2 separate regions of the Rattus norvegicus genome follow, and region 2 is linked to region 1. The links are chromatin contacts, called in public Hi-C maps. All regions are on one chromosome and are shown on one strand. The core of a region is the stretch at or near the end of the contact, and the rest is flanking DNA. Distances in the headings are between cores, read along the strand shown. Region 1 overlaps Kcnq5 (potassium voltage-gated channel subfamily Q member 5). Region 2 holds the start of Kcnq5 (potassium voltage-gated channel subfamily Q member 5).

Evidence for each region. Hi-C and Micro-C count contacts between places; a contact is called where the count stands out from the background.
Region 2: a Hi-C map of prefrontal cortex shows a contact between it and region 1, with 4 times the contacts expected there. The contact joins the promoter of Kcnq5 here to the enhancer-like site in region 1. A contact is called at or near these places in 11 of 12 Hi-C or Micro-C datasets (the A7r5 cell line, the Rat2 cell line, Schwann cells and 6 more) and 1 of 1 datasets of contacts at active chromatin or transcription factors (oligodendrocytes).

What each region holds. Positions count from the first base shown.
Region 1 is chr9:31,335,696-31,342,280 of GRCr8, forward strand. All of the region lies in intron 12 of Kcnq5 (potassium voltage-gated channel subfamily Q member 5), which reads right to left. Among named protein-coding and RNA genes, the nearest start is that of Khdc1b, 21 kb to the left of the region's middle. Within about 2 kb of position 3,531, at least 25 of the 93 cell types and tissues checked have an H3K27ac peak or open chromatin away from gene starts, as enhancers often do. A contact at or near this core is called in prefrontal cortex, where this site is marked.
Region 2 is chr9:31,887,822-31,894,406 of GRCr8, forward strand. Kcnq5 (potassium voltage-gated channel subfamily Q member 5) reads right to left here and starts at 3,460. Exons shown (of 15, transcript NM_001134643.2): 1 at 2,890-3,460. The coding sequence starts at 3,284.

The sequences.
Region 1 (6,585 bases), core at 2,281-4,780:
TCCTCCTCCTCCTCCTCCTCCTCCTTCTTCCAATCTTCCTCCTTTTCTTCCTCTTCCTCCTTTTATCTTTTTCTATTTTTTAAATTTTTGTCCTTCTTGTTCTTTTTTATTTCATGACTCAGTTTCTCTGTAAAAGCCTTGGCTGTCCTAGAACTCGTTTTGTAGACCAGGCTTGCCTTGAACTCACAAAGATCAATATGCCCTCTGCCTCCAGAGTGCTGTTATTAAAGGCGTGCTCCACCATTCTCAGCAATGTGTTTATCTGTTTGTTTTCTTAAAACCATTTAGGAAAAAATTTTCAGCAGAAAGTAGAGGAAGTCTGGGTGGGGCTGGGAAAACTTGGTTTTGAAAGGCCTGAGTCTAGATCCCTGCTATTCACGTATGATCTCAGACACAGCTGGGGCTCCAGGTCCAATCAATTGAGAGATATCAAATGTCAATCTCTGGCCTCTACCTGCACATGCACCTCTATGTACCCACCCACATAAACATGTATGCACACACTTGTATGCATAGTGCATTATGCCTTAGCTTCAACAGGACTGGGAGTGATATTCCTTTCTGCTTTATACATATTTTGGAAAGCAGAAATACAAAGATCTTAGAGTGACTTCCTCCCCTCCCTCAAATAAGCAGCCAGTCCATAGCAAAGCACGATCCCACCCAGTCCTTCCTGGCTCCCATCTTAAATCCTCATCTCCCATGTTGACAATGAGAAGATGCTGGGGTCCCAGGTGGGGCTGGGTTCAGCAGCATGCTTCCGCTGCCTGCAGCCTGCCCACAGTGGCCTCTTGTGTCTGCCTAGAAGTAGATACCTTTTAAACCGAATTACTTTTTTTTTTTGTCTTAATGAGGACCTCCCTTTATTTAATCAATAAAGCAATGCACTAGTTACAGATGCCATTTATTTCATGTTGCATGTTGTTTCTACTTTTTAACTACATACCACAGCACACACGGTACATCATTTTAGAATCATCAAAACCGTAGGAAAGAAAATATGACTAGCATCTAAATCAAACTTGTGGCTAAGCACTGAGGTGCCTCTCTACTCATTGCAACCAAGTCAGAAGTTGAAGGCCAGGGTGGGCAACATAGCAAGATCCTGCTAGAAACAACAAGGCAACAACAATAACCTTAGGTTTTATTTCTGGGACACTACTATACACATTTTGGAATCAACCTATACCAAGTTTGCTCTAAGGAAGACGAGGTATGAGTGATGCCCCTTTTCTATATCAGAATTGTCTTCTCAGTTCTTTAGGGACAGACATTTTCATAGTCAAAGTCAGAGGTAGAGAGAGGAAAACGAATGGGGAGTAGGAGAGCCCGAGAAAGCATCTCTGAGGATGTCTTGCTATCCTTGTTCCTGTGCCATTTCATCCTTTCTCTGGTGCTGACTGGGAAATTCCAAACCTGGATGTGAGCATTCCGTATGGTCCCCAGGATGCTCAGCTGGGCGGTAAGGGTACAAAGTTGGACACGACATAGATAGCTCTTGCCCTCTTCGATGGCTCTCTAATGGTCACGGCTTTCTGGATGCCTTGCACCGTGCTAAGCAGTTTATCTGCACCACACCCGTTCGAAAGTAACAATTTTCCACCTTCCTCTTGGAGTCAGGGGGAAGGAAGAGTTTAAGTAACCCACTCCAAGGCCATTCACCTCTTAAGTGGTAAGTTATTGCTGGTGCCAGGCTCACAGTCTACCAATCCAGAGAGCTCCCTCACAGGGAGGATTGGAGCCAAGAGGCTTCAAAGCTGCGAGGCAGATGGTCGAGGCTAGTCACGTGACCTCTGGCATGTGTACCAGTGAATCTAAAGCAACACTCACCATGTTGTCCATCTTTGTCTCTGTCTTTCTTCCCCAAGGGACTCGTGCTGGCAATTCACTCTGCTCTCAAAAAGTTTTCCTCTTTCCCTGCCGATTGTAATATTTTCCTTTTGAATGAATGTCGGGGTTCTCTGCTTATTTATATCCTGGTTCAGTATACATACATTACTCTTGACGTAGTCTCTCGTTTTACTTTGTACTTTGGAGTGTATTATCTCCCAGAGGGCAGAGAGTGGACCGTTTTCTGGTTACCAAGGGGGAAGAAATGAAGCTCCTGGCTTAATAATTCTAAACCTCAGGAAGAAATGAGATTGTTGAAAATGAAGGAAATATCTATTTTTGGCCTTTCAAGAAAGGTTTTCTCTGGCAACCCTGCCTGTCCTGAAACTCACTCTGTAGAGCAAGCTGACCTTGAACTCACAGAGATCTACTTACCTTTGCCTCCTGAGTGCTGGGATTAAAGGCATGTGCCACTATGTCTGCCTTGAGAGAAGTGTCTTAAGAGAAGCCATTCAACTATGAATTTGAAATGCCTTTTAATTATTCCTTTACTCGCCTCTCTAAGACCATTGTATTTAAGATACAAAGATGACTTCTAGCTATAAAAATAAGCAAAGTGAGAGAGATCTGGGGTCTGGGAAGTCCCGGGTTAGCGGGTAGAGGGTGAAAGCTGATTTCGTGTCTTGGGCCAGCCTGGGAATTCTGTCTTCGCTCTCCCGACATAGGTGGGCGTAAATACGGAGAAACTGAAGAACCCAGATGAAGGGCAAGAAGGAATTCTAGGTGAAAGGGCATCGGGTGAAAATTGTGTGTCCTAAAGGTCCAATGGTTTCTGCCTGAAAGAAAAACCCCTGGAGGAGACAGACAACCCAGTGACACTGAATTTGCACCCAACAAACTTTGGGTTAGAGTTTTGACCTAGCTGTCATTCCTGACCCCTGCTTTAGATAGGAACTATGAGGAAGGGCCAAGAAACCAGGAACAAATGAAAGGCTATAAACCGGCTGGTCAAGGAGGTCAAAGACTTTGGGGGCCTCTGCCATGTTTACAAAAGAAGTGGTGATAGCTTGTGCAATGCCTGGGGAAAAAAGGAATTATTTTGGACATTGCACCAGGGTAAAAATTAAGGCCTTTAAAATATATTTAATAATTAGGGTGATATAGTATTAGACTGTACTTCTTAATATACTTGGAGAGAGGTGTATAATTATTTTGCAGATAAGGACCCATACAGAGAGAGAGGCCAAGTCACTTGGCTCATGTTTAAGGAACTATCTATCAAGCATGGGATAGGAAATCAGTCAGTTTGACTCCAGAGTTAAGCCTTTAATTATTACAGTCTCCTACTGCCTTAATATCTTGGTACTTTGATGTACTAGAGCCTTTTTTCACTCACACGTGCCTGACACATAACACGCTCAATAAACCTTTGCCAAGTGAATGGCCCGTTCTTATGGCACTTCCTGGCTGGTCTTTGGGGTCCCCTAAATGAAAGAAGTCAGTTACACTCAGAGAATTCTCTTCTTCACGTGAGTGAGTCGCATGCATTACAGGGTTAATGCAACAGGCGAGAGCTAAGGATTCCTCCGGTCAATCTCTTTGAATGCTCTTGGTAATCAAGAGGAGTGGAGAAATCTGATCCTGTTGAACAAAGCTGAGGTGCTGCAGTAACACCACTAGAGGGCGCAAAAGATTCACCGCAGACTGAATAGGCACCTCTTCCAGAAACTGGAGAAGCCTGCTCACACATTTTCTGAGAAGTAAGGAACTACAGCTAAGTTAAACCTCGGGCAGAATATATCTATAAATACAAACACATGTGTGCTTCTGAGGCTCTAAGGAAACGTAGGTGCATTTGTTGTGTTGCCACGAGTTATAAAATCTCACAAGAGTCTCCTTCCAGTATCTCTAAATCGGGGTGAAGACATGAATATGTAGACAGAATAATGGGAAAACAGAAGCAGCAGTGACTACAACAGATGGATGGCCCGGCCAGCAGCCAAACCAAGTGCAGGGCAGAGAGGGCCCAGCTGACTGTGAACTGAAGAGGCGTTTGATTGACTGTGAAGACAGCACTATTTCCCAAGCTTGGCTGCTCTTTGGAATCACCCGGGGAGCTTGGGGCCCTGACTCTAATTCTGATTTAATTGGTCTGGGATATGACCCAGAGAGTTTTGATTTTCTTTCTCCTCTTATTTTGAGACAGAGTTTCACCATGAATTGCCCATGCTGGATTTAGATTCTGAGTTCAAGTGGTCTGAGTACCTGGGAAAACAGGCTGTAGCTACCAGACAAAGACACATCGATACACACATATGTACAAACAGAAGTATACACGCACAAACACACACATTTCCTTTGTAGTGCTATAGACTGAACCCAGGGCTTTATGAATGCTAAAAAAGTGTTTTGTGGTTTTTTTTTTTTTTTCCCTTAGCCGCAGAGATTTAATGGTGGCACTCTTGGTCTTGTTTGCCTGCTTTTGTGATAGGAAACAGTTCATTTCATCTGATAGTGCACCACTGAAGGAAGCCTGTGTAAGACACAAGCCCCTTCAGCCAAAGCACTTTCAGACTAGTAAGACAGCTGACAAATGGACAGAAGGCAGCACAGGTCAAGATGAGAGCATAGGGAAGGAGTGTTCAGCTGGACTGGAAAAAATGCTAGCCCACAATTTCTGGATGTGACAGCCTGTCACAGGCCCTGCATACCCATCTCTAAGGCATCTGATAGTATATTCCCCTGTCTCTAAAGTGCATGTGTGGTCCCTCTCTGGACAGTCTTTCTTCCTACTTTGTCTTGGTTTCTTGGCATCCTATGCTCAGCTGTTCTGTATTTCACAGCCTTTCTTCTGAGTTTGGAAAACTCTATTTTCTGATGTTTGAGTTGTCGTCAAATGCAGCCTCTGTATACCTTTAAAATCAAAGGGTCCAGGGTGTGGTGGTATATGCCTGTAGGCAGACGGATCTCCGTGAGTTCAAGGTCAGCCTGGTCTACAAAGTGAGTTCCAGGATAGTCAGGGCTACAGAGTGAAACCCTGTATAAGTAAGTAAGTAAGTAAGTAAGTAAGTAAGTAAGTAAGTAAGTAAGCAAGTAAGTAAGTAAGTAAGTATATATATATATATATCAAGGGCCTTTCCTGGGGTGGTGATGCTTATTATTGAGTGACATGGAGATGCTGGATTGACACATAACCCAAGCCTACCCCAAGCTCTCAATTTTCAGACCTTAACTCAAGTGTGGTAGCATTCATGGAGCATACCGAATAGGCAACCAGATCTACATGATTTGGTAATTTGTGTCCCTCTTGTAAGTATGTGCTGTTACTCATTATGGTATTTAGTGATATTGTTTTCCTGTTAATATACGGACATAATTCAACAATGTATGCTTTTATTAGTAGGCTAAGTATTTTTTGAAGCCTTGGAGAGTTTAGATGCCCCGACTCTTTCTGTCTGTCTTTCTGTCTGTCTGTCTTTCTGTCTGTCTGTCTTTCTCTTTCTTTTTAGTTTTTTTAAAAATGCATTTTATGTATGTAAATAATTTGGCAGAATGTATGCATGTGTACTTGGTGTATGCCTGGTGTCTGTGGGAGGTTAGGAGAGGGCAGCAGATCCCCTGGAAGTGGAGTTACGGAGAGTTATGAGTACCACGTAGCTGCTGGGGACTGAACATGGGTCTTCTGTAAGAGCAACAGATGCTCTTTACCACTGAGTCATCTCCCAAGCCCCATTTCTTAGTAGAGATATTTAAATTGGCTTCACTTGTATACAGCGTGTCTAGTGTTCTCACTAGAGGTTGTGGCGATTTAAGTATGCTTGGTCCATGGGATGTGGCACTATTAGGCCTTGTTAGAGGACATATGTCACTATAGGATTGGGATTTGGAAGTCTCGTCTATGTGTGCAAGTCTCGCCAGTGGATCCAGAGTTTCTCCCTGACTGCCTATGGATCAGGATGTAGAACTCTCTTCTCCTTCAGCACCATGTCTGTCTGCCTGGATGCTGCCATGCTTTCTGCCATGGTGATAATGGACTAAACCTCTGAAACTGTAAGCCAGCCCCAGTTCATATTTTCCTTTCAGTGGGAGAGGATGCAGCTAGTCCTGCAGAGACTTGATGTGTTAGGGTAGGGGGGATACACAGGGATCTTCTCAGAGGAGAAGGGATGGGGGATGGGGGTGGTAATGGGAGGGGGCTGATAATGATCAGGATGTAAATTAAGAGTTGCCTTGGTCATGGTGTCTCTTCACAGCAATGAAACCTTAACTACTGCTCAGGTATACCAGTTGACTGGCTTAGAACATGTTTCTATGTCTGTCAAAAGAGCCCCCCCCTTTATTTTGAGAGAGCTCTGTGTATTTCTTGATATCCCGAAACTCACTAGGTACACCAGAGATCTGCCTACCTCTGCCTCCTGAGCACTGGGATTAAAGGCAAGTGCCATCATGCCTGGCCTAAATTATTGTTGTTCTCTAGCTGAATGACTACAGAGGACGTTCTGAAGGCTTGGTAATTTTCTTACTAAGAAAGGTAGTAAAACTGAAGTAGAATCTTGCAGATTCAAGTAAGTCTATAAATAGTTAACTTGCCTCATAGGGTCTGCTTAACCTTGGTATGGTATCTAAATACAGGGATTTTGTTTTTCTAGGAGAACAAAATTCTGCGTAAACTTTAAAAGCATGGAAGGACTATGCAAAAAGTGCTCATACACCCTGTTGTTCTTAAATCATTTTGTTCCAGCAACACAGAGACTC
Region 2 (6,585 bases), core at 2,210-4,709, 550 kb after region 1:
CCTCTGTTCTCACCAGCATTCCTACCAGTAGGCTGGGGTTACACACTCACCAGATCACATTTTAGACCATTAAAATATCACTATCATAATTATCTTTACACATTTTAACAGAATATTCTCTTGACCTGGAGCATACTGTTAAGCATACTTCTCTGGTTTCTTGGCCGTGGAAATACAGGGCTAACCAAGTAAATTCATCCCTGAACGGCCGCATTAATCACAGTGTACTTGTTCTTGGCAAGGAGCTTAATACCCTACAAAAACTGTTATTAAAGTAAGATTCGAGGATTCCCAGGCTGGCAGGGCATTAGTTAGTTACACCTCTCTAGAAATTATTTCCTTATAGTTTCCTTTAATGGTCTTATTAGACTTGCAGCTCAAAGCAACCTTGCTTTATTAATTTAATGTGTAAGTTCCGGCTATTCAAATCCTCATTTAAGACTGTAAGTAGTGATTACCCCAGTCCTCCCCCCCCCACCCTCAGGGCTCTGCCATGGTTAAGTCCCATCCTTCCAGAACCTGACTCTGTCCATTCTGACTTTGTGCTAATATGGATCCACCATCACTATGTAGTTTCAACTGCTCCTACCCTGTGGCCCTCAAGGATCTTCGCAACATTTAAGAACTTTACATCAGCAACACTGGGTTGACAAGCACACAATTTGTGTTCTATCCCCCACTGAACTCACTACTGATAAAACTGGTTAGCAGGAAAATAGGTAAACTAGAAACCAATAAATAAATAAATAAATAAATAAATAAATAAATAAATAAAATTTAAAAATTGCCCAAATGTTACACCAGAAACCCATAACAACCGGCTTAACAATCAGGCATCAAAAAGAGAATGCTGCATTCTGAGAAATTTTCACTCCTGCTTGTAAACAACGCTTAGGAGACATCCGTCTGTGCAACGGTGGAGGTTATGTCAAACTCCCTCCGAACCCATAACATGTATTTTATATTCCATCATATTGAAAGCTCACAGCCCTGAATATTTTGAGCATGCTCTAAAAATACCATCATCCATACTGTGTATGTTTACAGCAAATTATGCCTCAGCACTTCTTTTTAAAAGTGTATGGCATATTCTAACAGGTCAAAATCATTTAAGTCATTAAGTGCTAAATTAATCGGCTATCAACCCAAGGAGATGAGCTTAACAAGTGTCAGGGGTGTTTATCCTTAATTTCATCCAAATACTTGTGCCTCTTCCATCAGCAAATGATAGACCTTATATTTTTGACTGTAATGACGCTAGACAGAACACAACATTCCCTGTGTGTGCCTTGCAAACCTATGAAGCTGGCCCGAATAGTTCACCTAATCCTTCGTGTTCACAGCAATCTGGAACTGTAAAAATTTCCAGACACCGGGGCCCCAGAGTGCAGACTCCACCAGTTTCCTGAGTTCTACCTGGTGACATTTCAGGTTCACCTATTTATAAAGGCAGCTCCTTCTTCTCTCCTGATATTATGATTTCTTTTTTTTTTTTTTTAAGTTTCCTGGGTTGGTGCCAATTCTTCATTCCACATGAGGGAGAAGTATAGGACGGCATGCCTCATTTCTAAAAGATTTTGTTTTTGTCTCTTCCAAACATACCTTAACTAGGAAACAAGGAATCAATCAGTTATGTGCCTGCAACTTTCTCTGAAGGTCTTCTAAGGCTAATATGTTTGTATTTCATCTTAACATAAAGAAGGAGGGGGTGGAGGGGGGCAAGAAGAAGAGGGTTCCTTTAAAAAGATTAAATAACTCGGGGTGTTAAGGCATAAAAATGACCGTAAGTCGTCGTCGTCCAGATACACCTAACTCTAACAGGAGATTGAATGAATGGACGTCGGGAAAAACAGTAGTAAACTTTAAAGCCACCGAAAGCTTTTTAATGCCTAAGGGAAAAATAAACATTTGCTTCCAATCATTTTCTCATTAAGCATTCTCGCATTCTCTGCTCGAAGGTGAGAGCTTACTACACACACACACACACACACACACACACACACACACACACACACACAGACACTTTGTCTCAGCGCCATAAGTGCCAACTAAACCCACTGCTTAATCCAGGTCACTCACAGCTGGCCCCTGTGCACTTCTGTTATAGCACCTCTGGCCATGTTCCTGACCCCCCTCCCCCTCCCCCCAGGTTCTCCACTTGTAGCTGGAGCTGCCTGCAGCCGAGCTTGAATAGCCTGCCAGACTCTGACCACCTCTATGTGGCAATGACTACTGCGTGCACTGACAGATTTTCCGTTGGTGACAGCTGTGATGGTGGCCAGGCGTGTTTCCGGGCGCGCTTACAACCTAGTCTCTCCACCACGTAGCAGCTTCCTCTGCTTGACCCCAGAGCTGACTGTGGACCCACTCTTAACCTTCTCCTCTCCACTCCATGCCACCCCGCCATGCCCTCCCAATCTTTCCAATATACTCTCCAGCCTCAGGTTGGTGCACAACCTCCCGGAGCGTTTCCCAGCTCCTGGGCGCCCCACTCAGTTAAGTTTCTGTATATCAGGACCTAATCGCTCCCGATTATCTGAGTCCCCTAAGTCTAGCTTCTGCCTTCAATCACCCAGGTACCTGGAACTGACCCGCAGTCCCCTGGGTGCTCTGGGGCAAAACGGTTCAATCTGAACCAGAACCAGAGGTGGCACAAGAGAGATGGAGGGCTCCAGAGGGCGGATGGCAAACACGTGCAAAGAAATTAAAAAAAAAAAAAAAAACCCACCACGTGTGTGTAGCTCTGTGTGTGTGCGCGCGCGCGTTTCCAAGCCTAGGGTCAGGGCGCTGGCGCCAAGTGCGCCCCGGGGCTCCAGGGGCAGGGGGCTCCCCATCAGAGGGCATGGCTAGGGCCGCACGGGGGTCGCGGGTGGGGGCGCGGGTACTCACACGAACGCGTGGTAGACGAACGCCCAGCCGCGGGGTCTCTCCAGCACGTTGTACAGATAGTTCTGCACCCTCCGGTACTTGACGTTGCGCCGACAGCTCTGGCTGCTGGTGTAGGAGAGCGGCTTCCCCAGCAGGCTCATCCGGGCCCCCTGCTTGCCCCGGCGGCTCTCTCTCAAGCCGCCGCCGCCTCCGCCGAGCGCCGCCGCGCGGGTGCCGAGCAGCAGCAGGCCGTCGCCCCTGGCGGCCGCCGAGTTCAGCAGCACCCTGCCGCGGCCGGACTCCACATCCTTCATGCCGCTGCCCGGGCGCCCCCCACCCGCCGCCGCCGCCGCGCCGCTCCTCACCCAGAGCCCGGCGGCACCGCCCTCCTCTCCTCCCGCGTGGTGGCGGGGCATGGCATCACCACGGGCACCGCGAGGGGGGCGCCGGCGCCTGCGGCGGGGGCAGCCGCTTCATGTGCGCGGGCAGGTCTGCAGGAGGAAGCCCGCAGCCGACGGGGCGCCCTGGGGGGCCGGCAAGCCGAGGGTCTGGGCTCCGGGCGGGGGCGGCGGGGTGTGCGGAGCAGGCCCGGGGAGGTCCGGATTTCTGCCGCTTCCAATTCCAAATCCGGACCTGTTGGGGGCGTCACTTTGTGAGGTGTCCCTCGCTTTCCTTTAGTCCGGTGGCTGCCACTCCCTCCTCCCCGCGGAGTGTCGCCACACGGGACCGAGGGTGTGCGGGATGCCCCGAGGCACGCTCGCACGCGTGCACACCCAGCTGGCTTCGAGTCTGTCTGTCCCCTGCACCCCCGCAGAGCACCAGCCTGATCCCAAGTCGGTCTCCCAGGCTGAGTTTGGCTCGGTTCTTCCTGGAGCTCGGAGGGTTAAGTCCTCCTGGTGCCTCGAGAACAAACTGGACGAGTGGGTCTCTGGGCTTCTCACGCTGCTACGCCGCGCCTGGTCTTGCCATCCTTGGGCGATGGGTGCGAGCAAGAGAGGTTCTGTCCTGCCCTCCAGGTGCTGGCTAGCCTAGGAGCGAGCCAACCGGGCTACGCTTGGGGCAGTGGCGCTTGGGTTCCCGCGCTGGGGACCAGTCCACCGCAGTTCAATGGACACACCCGGAGAGCGCCAGGCAGGGACCCAGCAGCTTCCCGCGACTCAATCCAGCCTGCAGGCTGTGACTTTCCATCCTACAAGCCCGCGAGTCGCAGAACATCCTTCCCATCCCCAAGGGTGGGGTGTGGGGAGGGCGTAAAACTCCAAAGTAGCTCCTTTGCGGTGAGGGAGCTCCTCCTGACAGAGAAGCCTGGGAAAATGAACCCACTTCCCTCCTTCAAGAAATTTCCATTTAAGTGGGAGAAAGTCATAAAACTGCTTTAAGTCTCCGCCGCGACGGTGGCGTCCCCAGTGAGTTAGAGAAGGATCGCAGAGGGTGGGGAGTCCAGGACCTGCCTCTCAGACAGGATGCTGTAACTTACAATGTTTAGAGACGAGGGGAACCACTGACTGGATCTCCTACCAATTCTGGCAGATGGACTCCCCAAAGCCAGCGCTCTTGGCTAAGAGTGAGATTATGGTGCTGCTGGCTCAGAACTCTGCCTTTCAAAAACATTGTTAGCAATTAAACAACAGATTCAGCGTTGGGGAAACTGAGAGGACGCCAGGATTGGGAACTACTTCCAAGAGAGCTGCCTTCCTCCCAAACATTAAAAAAAAAAATCACCAAGTTCAACTGAACTGTGCTTTCAATACAAAACCAAGGTAGACAATAGCAAAGTGGCCATCCGTGTGCCTTTTCCCCCCATTTCCATGAATATCAACCAACACTAAGGCAAAAATCTTGGTTGCCTCACCCCTAGCAGATAATACTCTACCAACACCCCCGCCCACCCCGTGCATACACCCACGCCCACAGACAGCTGCTCTCTGCAGTCAGAGTGTCAGCTAAAAGTTTTACTTTTATTTTTATCGTTATTGTTTTGTGAAGACCTCTCCCTGGTTCTTACTCAGCATGACCTTGCTTTCTTTAAAGCCTCTGGGCAGAAGGCACTACTAACCCCTAGCGCTGTGCAGCTGGCAGCGGTACCACGTGACTGTGAGCCAGCGCCAACACCCAGAGTCACTCCTGCCTTCCCCTAATACACTTCACACCCACACACCGTGGAGGTGCTAGAGAGATTGCTCCGTGCCCTGCTATTCAAGGCAGATGCAGAGAGAAAAAGAGAGAGAGCGTCCTGGAATAAGCTCTCCAATCCAAGAGCGTGGAGACCCCTGGCTGAAGGCGGGGCGAATTCGGTGCAGCTATATTTAGATTCCCCGCGGAGTTTCTGTGCAGGGACTTTCAGGGTGAAAGATGTAGAGACTTAAAATGACTCGTGCGCACGCTGTCGACGTGAGAAAAAAAAAATCCCAGCTTTTCTGAAAATAAGAAAACGAAAAGGCCACTTCCCCTTTAAACGAAGCTGTTTTCTTGGCTGCAAACTTCTACTGTGATTAGATCACCTTTGCCTCACTCAGTGGCTGGGCCCCACACACCCGCAGGAAATCTCTTTAAGGCATGACACAAGGCCATGTTTCCCCTCCAGAAAGGCCCAGGAAGTCAGCTGCTTAATGTCCAAGGATGGTTTCCTAGGGTGCAGGAATAGAACCAGGGAAGCTGTGATGTCTATTTCGAAAATGTCAATAAACCCAGGCAGGAGGATGGCAAGGACAGTTGTAATTAGTAAGGGTTATAGAGGTCGAAGACGTTTGTAACACTCTTTTCTGAGTGTCATCCACTTAATCACAAACCCAGAGAAGGGGGCTTGTCTGTGTATCCACAGACAAGATAGGCCACTAGGAACCCAGCATCCTGGCTCCCAGTTGGAGTACCCATTCTGCAGCTTCAAGTAAATGGACCGAACAGTACCGGACAGAACTGTATCTACAGCACCGCTGACTGTTAAGGGAAAGGCTGTTCTAGGTGTGAACCCTAGTGGATCATCCTGTTCATCCATCCCCGGGAAAGAAAGACTAAGACTCAGTTCCGACCTGTTCCTACGCCTCGGCCTGTGCCAAGCTTTCATTGCTACCCAGTAACTTCCCTAGATAGACAAAAGTCAACTTTGAGGGAAAGAAAGTGTTTATAATTAAGTTTTTATTGTTGTTGCTGTTCCTTTGAATACAGGTGTTGCTAGGAAACTGCCTTTTATTTCTTTTGCTGAAATATCAGTAGGCATAGTGAGCCATGCATGAAATAATGTAACGTTATTTCATGAATATATAATTACACTAAAATATTATGAAAGGGTAATAGTAAAGGTACACGACAATTCCATTTATTTATTTATTTATTTATTTATTCACTTATTTATTTATTTATTTATTTATTTTGCTTTTGTGCGACAGGATCTCACCCTGTAGCCCAGTTAGATATTTAGCTGAGGCTAGCCTTTAACTTGTAATTATTTCCCTGCTTGTGTCCTGAGTAAAAAGGCCTATTCAAAGGATCCCCTTAACTAATCTAGAACACATGAGTTGATTGGCCGGCCCTCATCCCTTAAGATGCTTTTGCTTTAGCCTGACAATGGCGGCACATGCCTTTAGTCCTACCACTCAGGAAGCAGAGGAGGGCTGATCTACAGAGCAAGCTCCAGGTCAGCTAGGGCTACACAGAGAAACCCTGTCTCAAAAAAAGGGAGGTAAGTGTCCTTTCAACTATTCCATTGCGATGCCTGCT